Regions from separate parts of the Mus musculus genome. Here all the other regions are linked to region 3. Evidence: chromatin contacts called from public Hi-C and HiChIP or PLAC-seq data. All regions are on one chromosome and are shown on one strand. Each heading gives the region's core, a stretch centred on a gene start, on an enhancer-like site or on the middle of the called end of the contact. The rest is flanking DNA. Distances are from core to core; before and after follow the strand shown. Region 1 has its middle 83 kb from the start of Gm35850. Region 2 has its middle 22 kb from the start of Gm19935. Region 3 has its middle 200 kb from the start of Gm24212.

Region 1 (3,167 bases), core at 24-2,523, 790 kb before region 3:
AGACCAGGGGGCTGTCCTTTTGTTCTTGGGTCTGCAGAGCCTCTACTCTCAACAGTTTAGCACCATAGAGCCAACACACTATTGTTTAATCTCACGGATCTCTCCTGACAGGACAATTTGTTCTCTCTTCACCCTGGAGAGATGGGTGAAGGCTAAATGTAAACAGAATCTTCGTCCTACTCAAAACAAAGTCAGAGCTTTGACTTTGAGCTAAAGATGTCACAGGCCACGGAAGGAAGTAAGACTCTGAAAACCACTGAGATTTCTGCCTTACCTTTGTACAGCTGGCCATACTTTTTTCTTTTTTTTTTTAACTTCACTTCTGTCCAGGTGATTTGGAGCCTACAATGACTGGGAGATTTAGGGGTCCCTGGTGCTACACAAATCTAGATGTCTATTGCATTTATGTTTTGTGTATATTGTATGTTGTTACTGTTTATTTGTCTGAGATAAGAGTCCTGCTACGCAGTCCAAGTTGGGCCCCAGACTCACAATCCTCCTGCCTCAGCATCCTTTCCAGCTTCCTTCTGAGCTTCTATGCGTGTAGCACTCTACCTGCATTTTAAAGGCATATTATAGAAATCGTGGCATGTGCACCAGTCAGGATAAACTTGGAAAGGAGATGGTACCTTGATAAAGGTTGTCAGTGTGCATTTTTGCTGTCTGAACTTGTTTTGTTTTAACCAAGGTGGGTGTAGCAGGAAGGGAACTCTGGGAGAATGGTGAAGTACTTCAAGCCAGCAACAGTGAGGAGCTCTAACCACCATATGCTTAAAGGGCACCAGACCTTCAAGAGAAAGTTATATAGAACAGCTGTCTGGAGTTGCTGAGATTATGGGCAGTGGTGGTGGCAGGGGAAAGGGGAGACAGTACCTTCCAAATGTACTGGAAGGATGGAGCCTGGGAATAAACATTTTCCTATACCTCCTCCTCCATCACCAGCCAGTGCCTCCCCTTGGGTAAACCTGACTAGAGGGCAGAAGGCCAAGGGATACATAATAAAGTCCTATAGGTTGGCTCCCCTGGACAAGGAAGAGGGTGGAGACAGATGGAGGGTAGGTTTGGTGAAGCCAGAAAGAGACACTTAAATTCGGGTTCACCTGTGGCTCCAACTTGTCTGTTCTGGTGTAGGCCCTCTGTCCTGCTTCCTTTGTATGCCTTTGTCACCTTTAGATCCAGTCCTGCAAACGGTGCCAGCTCTTCTCAAGGATATGAGCACTCTCAGCGAGTATATTTTTATTGTGAAGACATCTGCACCTTCTTGCCAGCCAAAAACAACATATGGAAGCGTTTCCCACATTTTCACCAGGGGGCACTCACTCCTTTCCCATGGATAGCTAGAAAGGCTTTTTTTTTTTTTTTTTTTTTTTTGCAAGTATTTGCTAGCCAAAATAGAATCCTTTTCTGTGGGCACAGCGACTGTTGGAACAGCTCTGTCCTAAAGTGATTTCTATGTAGCTAAACACTGTTTCTGTTTGAAAGACGACTGGACCCTGGGACGATTTCTTGGTAAATGTTTAGGGCCCAGCTTGCACACTGCCGGGAAAGTGTTTGGGTCTAAATGCTGTCTTATTCTGCCATTAAAATGAACAAAGCCAGAAAGACTTTGAAAAGATAATCGGCATGCCTAATTTGTAGGTGCTTAAAAAAAAAAAAAAAGCAAAAAAACCTAGCTGAAGGCCAACCAATCAAAGCTGGTTTTGAAAAACCTCTCTGTAGGGATTGTCTTGTACCCATCCCCATGATTCATCCTCATGGATAAGTAGAGGGTCCTGGGGGAAAGGTGTTTTCTCAAGTATAAATTCTTCCAAATGGAAAGACATTTGTTTGCTATCATATCAATCTATTAGCTGTGAGAGTGACACATGCTTTGTCAAAGGATCCGTGCAGTCAGCCAAGCAATATAGCTATGTACGAGGAACGGGCAGAGGGAAGGGGGAGGAGGGGCTTGCTTCTGTTAAAAATGAATCATGGATGAGACCGGGTAAAGACAAATATGGATCTCTGATCCCTTTTAAACGAGCATTGTCTTATACCTGCAGGGAAATACAAAGACTTATTCAAATGTACAGAGTGGAGAATGGTGGGAAAATTGGTTTCTCTTATCCTATTGGAGGCTTGGCATGGAAGGTATTTGATCTGTCAAAGAGTCAACCAGTCAGTCAGTCATCAAAGGGTAGATTAAAACTGGCTTGTGCCCATGAGCGGAGTTTGTCCTTAAGTCTGGAGTCTGTATGGTATGATGGAGAAGAACAAAAGTTTTGGCATAAAGTCAATCTGGATTCAAATCTTGGCTCTGTCACTTATCTACAATCTCGGGGAAATTCAGTTAACCTCTTGAGCCTTTCTGACATATAAATGGGGGAAATTATATGATCTACTTAATGGACTCAGGGAAGATTAAGGCAGGAACCCAAGCAAAGTTTCTGTTGCATAACAATGAGTAGTGGTAGGTATCATCATGATCTTAATAACAAATCAACCCCATTCCGAGTACTTACTGTCGTTCTATAACAAGGAAACAATCACATGGGTCGAAGTAATTTATTACTTGGCTTTTTTCCCCCTTCAATTAACTTTAGTAGCCAACTATGGTACTGCTAATTAGTTATTTAAAAAACAACAGCTGTTTGAGTGAGTTTACTGTCATAAAAACACAGGATCTTAGAGCTAGGGAGACTAACAGATTCATTTCATCCAAACCTCTTTTAACATGAAGGGAATCCTTTAAAAAAAATCTTTAAAATAAAGCCAACCTATCTGCATAGCCATAAATAGAAAGTGTGGCCAAGACCCACAGTACCTTCCTGGATGAGGACAAAGCTGTGTTTTACTCGATAGCCCTTCCTCGGAAATCAGTGCTTCCCGACGATCAAGGGGTGTTATCTCTTTATTTTCTGTATTCCAGCTACTGTAAGTTTATTTTCATTACTTCCTGTTGCTTTCTGAAACATGTTAGAGAATCTTCTAATCGAGCTTGCAATGAGAAATTAAAAATAGTATCCAGAGTGGTGGATAGAGTGCAATCCTTATCAAAATACCAAGGGGACTACTTCCAGAAATAAACATGCTAAATGCGCACGTGTATGAACACACACACACACACACACACACACACACACACACACACACACACACACACACATACACACTCCAGTCAACCAAAG
Region 2 (3,365 bases), core at 461-2,960, 920 kb before region 3:
CACCTAAACTTCCTGTCTCATCTCTCAAATTCTGCCATTGTGGCTGTCTTATAAATGTATATTTTTGTCAGGATATATCCCCAGGCATATTAAAAGGATAGTATTAGATAGATGGTCAAGTGAGTTTGGCCATATATGGTCCATAGAATGTAAGGAGGTTCATTAGCAAATTTTTGATATTTAATGTCTATGTATATACTTTGAAGTTCTAAGAGGTTCGACAAACCACAGGTGGCTTTCCAACCTTTTAAAATCCTGATATCAAACAGCACTTAAATTTCTGTATTCTTTAGGAGGCAGTGTTCCAAGGAAATCACTCTGGGAAAGACTGGCTAGATGGTTTCTATTGATTCCTCTTTGCCTTTCTGGCTCTTTGACTTTGCTGCTCAGGGACTCCAAGAACTTTCTCTTCTTCAGTTACTCACAGTACTTTATTTCCTTCCTGTCTTTTTTAGTTTTAGACAGTCTTCCTCCGTACAGCAGGCTAGCCTGGAACTTACTCTCCTTCTGTTGTCACTTCCAAAGTGCTGAGATGAAGCCCACTGTCCTTTCTGTCTCAAAGCCCTTTTGTGTTAAGGTCTGTGACTTACAGGGAGAAATATTTCCTGTGGTTCATGGATGAGACAACAGGACAGTGGGTTTCCTTTCTTCAGACCTGAACAGTTTTACTGTCATGTCCCAGGTGAATGTGGTTTCTAGGTTCCAGTTGTTTTGTTTTGTTTGTTTTTTTAACTTTCAGAAAAAGTTTACTTTGTCAAGGTCAGAAAAGCAGGTCAGAAATGGAATCTTCTGCCAAGCTTGGTGTTCTGTAATCCTACCACTTGGAAAGACTTAAGGCAGGAGGATTATAAACTTGAGGCCAGGAAGGCAAGAGAAACATACAAACTCCCCAGAGACACAAACTCTTTAAGTCAAGAGGAACATTGTGGTTTTTGTGCCTCCTGTGTGGTCAGCTCTGAGAATGAACTGGCTAAATCCTTGTTGGATTTTCAACTGGCAGAAGTAAGGCAGGGTCCTACCCAGAGACCAGAGGACGAGCTCCAGTCTAACTTCTCGAAGGAGAAAAGCTTAAATCTGTGCCTGATAATTACGAAGGGCTGAAAATGTGTGTATCCATGTGAGGATGCGTGTGTTTTTGAAACAAGGTCTCTAGCTCAAGCTTCCTTATATATCCAAGGATGAACTTGAGCTAGGTTTCCCTGCCTCCATCTCTCCTAAGCACGGTATTCCAGGCACCTGCCGTCACGCCTGGATTATTTACTGCACAAATGAGTACAGTGACCTGGCTCTTGTAGCCCATTATCCTGAATTTGTTCATAACCACCCTGGTACTTTTCTTATTTTCCACCCCTGAAATCTGCTCCTCTGTTCCCTGCCCCAGGAACTGACTCCAACACCCATCTGTTTATTCAAACAAGAATCTAAAAACATCCCTGACGCATCCCTCTCCTCTCTGAGCTGGCTGCTGTGTGCAAGCCAACAGGAAGCCAACACTCTCTACAATGTGACTCTTCTTTTTCTGCTACAGTCAGAGCGGCCATGACACCATCACCTCGCACCAGAATTGCGTTACTAATGGCTTTGACCTGCTCTCCTCTGATGCTATGGTCCAGTTTCAAACCCTCTTCCACCTGCCGGTAGTGGGGCTTTTTCAAAACAGAGATCTAATCTTGATCAAAGTACAACAAAACAGAAAACAGGCTCACTGCTCTTTGGCACCACCTAGGGGACAGAATGGAACAGAGGCAAGGGATGGTGGGGGTGGGGTGCGGTGGGGAGAAGGAAGTGTGGGCGGGGCTGGCCCTGCTTCCTCCAGGGGCAGGGTAAAAAGAGTGAAAGGCTGTAGGGTTTTTAGTTTCTTCCGGGCTGGACATATTTGTATACACAGCTCCCTGTCCTCCACGCAGGTCTTTGATGGCTGGGGTCTGAGGGTTTCCAGCACCCTGGGCGCTGTTTCAAAACTTCAACTATCTGGTGGAGAGTCAGGCAGGAGAATTTACCTTCTTGGAGGTAACATCTGCCTGCAGGTTTAGAGCAGATTTAGGAGCACAGAACAGTCACTAGAGGGAGGAAAAGGCAAGCGAACAATTCAGGCTTTCTTAGGTCTCCAGGAGGCTTCTCCTGGAGCCACACACTGGAATCACCCAGGGAGACCTTAAAAACCAGAGATGCTCATCCTAGCCCTAATGATCTTGCTGGCTGAGGTTTTGACTAGATGGTCCCAAGGGGCAGCCAGGGTTTACAACCGGAAGCAAAGAAGGAAGGAGAAAGGAAGAAGAGTGAGGAAGGGAAGACAGGAAGAAGGAGGGGGCTAGGAAGGGAGAGAGGAAAGGGAGAATGAACGGTTCATCTTAATAAAGACAAAGATTCACACGAAGACCACCGTGTAGTCCTCCCGTCTGTATTCCCACCATCCCAGGCTCCAGTGTTTGACATTCCAGCCACACAGCTCTATGTTCCCTTCTTCAAGCTCATCCTACTCTCCCTGGACACAGAAGTTTTGACTTGCTAACTCCCTGGCTTTTTGCCATCATAGCTCTGGTCCCTCACCCTTCATATTTTCACTCTCACTTTCCCAGGATGCCTTTCAGGACGCTCTAGGGCATCCCCTGTATCCTCTGCAGCACCATCAACTGCACTGAACATTTGACTAGAACTTTTACTCTTAGTCGTTCTAGCTAGGGCTTCATGAACATAAAAGCTACATTTTAACTTATTATTTATATATAATATGTTAATATAATAACATGTAATAAGTTTATAAAATATACTTAAAATGGAACACGCACACACACACACACACACACACACTTAAAATAGAACACACACACACACACACACACACACACACACACACACACACACACACACACACACACACACACACACACATACACACACACTAGGTTTTCCTTCTAAAGTCCAAGCTAGCCTAGAACTAGCTATATAGACCAAACTGGCCTTGAACTTGTGATTCTCCTGAAGAGGGCCTAGCTTGTGGGATTGGCATCTGGTACATGAATGCACAGGTAAGTTTATTATTATTGTGCTGGGGGAATAAAACCTGGGATCTTGTGTATGCTGGGTAAGGAAGTGCTCTATCACTTAACTATAAGTCCAGCCTTAAGGTATCTTAAAGCTACATATAGAAATAGATATGTCGAATACATATAAAGCTAGATGAAGTTCCACTGAGCATTGGATACATTTGCAAGAATTTTCTTTACAGGTTTTGTATTTTAAAACTCAGTAGCAAAAAAATGGTGTGGAAAGATCAGCATGGGGAGTGACCACTAGAGGGCAGGAGAGGCAAAGAGATGCAGGCCAGCCTGGCAGCCCTGAGCATGGATGTCTTGCACATTCTC
Region 3 (3,112 bases), core at 252-2,751:
GTCTGCTAACCCTGGCATTCCTTTAGGTTTCCATAGGAAAGAAAATATGGATCATTCAAAAGAGCCACTGGAGATATAGTACAGTATCCAGAGTCCTTTCTCCATAGATGGGTAGTTTTGGAAGGACTCAGAATCTTTCAAGGACCATTTACATTGTGGCAGTGATTTCATAAAGCATATTGTAGGATTCCAGAAAACAGTGTGTTCCTGTGCAAGCAAACTGCCAACTTCCTCATAGATACTGGAAAATCATCAAAAAGAAATCTCCTGGATATTCAAAACCCTCGTTAGTGTTCTTACAGTGAGGACATTAGAGTCTGAACTGGCAGTATTTTTCACATTGTCACATTGAGTCAGACCTTAAAAATGTCAGCCCAGTATGTTTCATGAAAAGAGAGAACTTAGGCAAGATTGTGCCCAACTCATCCTCTCTGACGTTCCTTGAGGTGGTCCAGACTCTATCAAACTTAAGAACACACTCAAGATTTAGATCTTACAATCAAACATTTCTTGATTCTGTTATGAACAGAATTCACAAGCATAGAGGTATCTGTTGCTTTTAATTCAGCTAAACAATACTACCAGCAACTCCAGTTACATCCTGCCCCCATCCCCAACCAGAGGAGGCTTTTCTTTATTAGGACACAGCTTTTCTAATTGCTGTGCAAGACAGGACAGCTCAAAGCTAACTGGAGCATTCGCAGAGATCCCTGTTTCCTCCTCTGCTCCTGTTGGAATCAGTTGACTTAAAGCTGAACATATGGCAGCTGCCATCGTAACCCAGAAACCATTTCTCTCTGCCATGGCAACGGGATAATCAATGCATACTCATGGCTGAGACTCAATAAATGCACAATGGCACAACGTGTAATTTGATGTATTTACTCCTTTGTTTGCTTGTTTTCAAAGGTGTTTGGAATAGCGGTAGATAATTAATACCTGTTCTTTCAACATACCAGTCAAGACTTCCCAAGATGTCTGGGCTTCTTTAAGCATCATGCCTTCCTCATTTTGATTTTAAGATCTTAATGCAGCCATAACTCTCTTCCAAATTTTAGGGATTTCAGTCATCCTTGAAGACATTATTAATTCCATTTATCCAAAAGACCTCTCGAACTGACCCACAGTGCTGTTCTTAAGTTCTACACCCAGGGATCAACATGGTGATTAGAATTGCCCCAGTGCACCTGACATTTGTAGACTGAATCATTCGGCTCCATCGTGACAAGAACAGCAAGCCCTGCATCCTCCCTTCTGTTTTAAGGGCAAATGTCTTAGTTTTGCTTCATTGTTCTTCTTGGTGGTGAGTTCTCTCCTTGCTCAGCCTGGGGGGGGGGTAATTGCATCTTACTGTCTATATCAAAGTAATGCTGTCATATAAACTGTTGGAGGGGAGAAGGGGAAAAAAGATATTTTCTGTGAGCAGTCATTGCCAGGGGCTGATTCTTCAGACTTTACATAGCCTCATTCCAAGAAAAGCCATGCTGAAGAATGAGAAGGAGGAGGGAACGGGAGTGGGAGGCATAGAAGTGTGGTCTCAATTTCTGCCTGCGAGCAGCTTACAGCGCCTCCCATAGGCCAGGTAGCACAAAGTGTTGGTGTGCATGGCCTCTAAGCTTCAGCCCCTGTCTCTGGCTCTTTGCAGAATGCAGTCCTTGGCACCATACAAGCCTGTTAGCATTTTAATTTAGCTCCAAATGCCACTGCTCAGCAGACAGATCTAGTTCCTTGCTTCGGTTAATGGTACACTGACAAACATGAGGGCGTTTTCAAGATGTGAAGTAAGTGTCAGAAGTTACAAAGCTGAGATGACTTCTCTGCCAAGCCCCAGGAATGTGACAGCAGAAAAGACTCTGACAAAGATCTGCACAGCCCCACGCCCCAGGCAATGTACTCCTGAGACTTGCTGGGACCCAAATGAGACCCAAAGACTTAGACTTTGAACTTCTCTTTGCTCCATGGGATGTGACTTGTGCAAGTCACCCAGTTGATTTCTCGTTGACTCGCTGTCCATGGATTCTGAACACTACTTGCAAACTAGACACATATGTTTGGGATTAGGGATAGAAGTGGGCAGGCTGTTTTGTCTTATGCAACTCTGTGTGGCAAAGCCATCATTGCCCAAGACCAGTAGATTCATATATCTACCTGATACTACCTAACCATTACCACTTATCAATTAAGTAAGTGAGAAAGTTCTTCATGAGAAGTTTTAAACTATAGGAAAGAGCTGGAGAGACAGCTCAGTACTTAAGATCACTTTAAGATCACTTGCTACTCTTGAAGAGGAGCCAGGTTTGATTCTTAACACAGACATGAAAGCTAACAACCATTTGTAACTCTAGTTCCAGGATATCCAATATCTTTTTTTTTCCTGGTTTTCACTTGCACCAGGCACATATGTGGTAAACAGCCAGCAAGCAAACACACACACACACACACACACACCAGACAATACAGTGTGCGTGGGATGGGATGCATAGAAAGATATCTTATAAGGGAGGGTCACTTCCTCCCTGTACACTGGATATGCCTAAGCACTTTGTCCTTTTAGTATGTGTAGGGATAGTGATGTGTACTTCTAATTAAGAGTGGCTTGTTCAATATATTCCTAATCAACCCAGAGCTTATGACAGACATTAGCAATCAAGCATAGCACAGCATTCTTTCTGGCTGAATTTCAACAAGGTAGTCTCAGAATCCTTCTAGGATAACCCTCCACACTTATTCTACCAGCCACTCAAAGTTGCACTGTGAAATGAAATAGTACACCCTTGGGTCTGGGTTCTTCTGGCCTCTTCTTCAGGTGAATGATGAGACATAGCAGGCAGCCATAGTCTAGAAGCTATACATATTTAGCCCTTTCTATGGTCTCCTCTACTTGCCTTGTGATAGTGCAGGCACATGAAGAACACCTTGGGCAGGCAGAATTGTGTCACTAGGAGACAGCTTTACTCCCCATGTCACTGTGCCTTCTCCTGACATTCATCAGGGCTTCCAGATGCACGCACACCACATCCTTTAATCTACAGAGGAATATACAATGACATAGTAGACAGAATTCTGAGAAAGCAGCTAGGATTTCAGTACCTTGATGTTTACATTCTGTTTT

Evidence for each region. Hi-C and Micro-C count contacts between places; a contact is called where the count stands out from the background. HiChIP or PLAC-seq counts read pairs in DNA pulled down with a chosen protein or histone mark.
Region 1: a Hi-C map of forebrain shows a contact between it and region 3, with 4 times the contacts expected there. The contact joins two enhancer-like sites. A contact is called at or near these places in 1 of 484 Hi-C or Micro-C datasets (forebrain) and 3 of 115 datasets of contacts at active chromatin or transcription factors (differentiating embryonic stem cells, embryonic basal ganglia and embryonic stem cells).
Region 2: an H3K4me3 HiChIP or PLAC-seq map of forebrain shows a contact between it and region 3, with 9 times the contacts expected there. The contact joins two enhancer-like sites. A contact is called at or near these places in 1 of 484 Hi-C or Micro-C datasets (embryonic retina) and 4 of 115 datasets of contacts at active chromatin or transcription factors (embryonic basal ganglia, embryonic limb bud, embryonic stem cells and 1 more).

Annotation. Positions count from the first base shown.
Region 1 is chr8:90,656,032-90,659,198 of GRCm38.p6, reverse strand. No RefSeq gene overlaps it. Among named protein-coding and RNA genes, the nearest start is that of Gm35850, 83 kb to the left of the region's middle. Within about 2 kb of position 1,273, at least 20 of the 459 cell types and tissues checked have an H3K27ac peak or open chromatin away from gene starts, as enhancers often do. A contact at or near this core is called in forebrain, where this site is marked.
Region 2 is chr8:90,793,891-90,797,255 of GRCm38.p6, reverse strand. No RefSeq gene overlaps it. Among named protein-coding and RNA genes, the nearest start is that of Gm19935, 22 kb to the left of the region's middle. Within about 2 kb of position 1,710, at least 177 of the 459 cell types and tissues checked have an H3K27ac peak or open chromatin away from gene starts, as enhancers often do. A contact at or near this core is called in forebrain, where this site is marked.
Region 3 is chr8:89,870,645-89,873,756 of GRCm38.p6, reverse strand. No RefSeq gene overlaps it. Among named protein-coding and RNA genes, the nearest start is that of Gm24212, 200 kb to the right of the region's middle. Within about 2 kb of position 1,501, at least 14 of the 459 cell types and tissues checked have an H3K27ac peak or open chromatin away from gene starts, as enhancers often do. A contact at or near this core is called in forebrain, where this site is marked.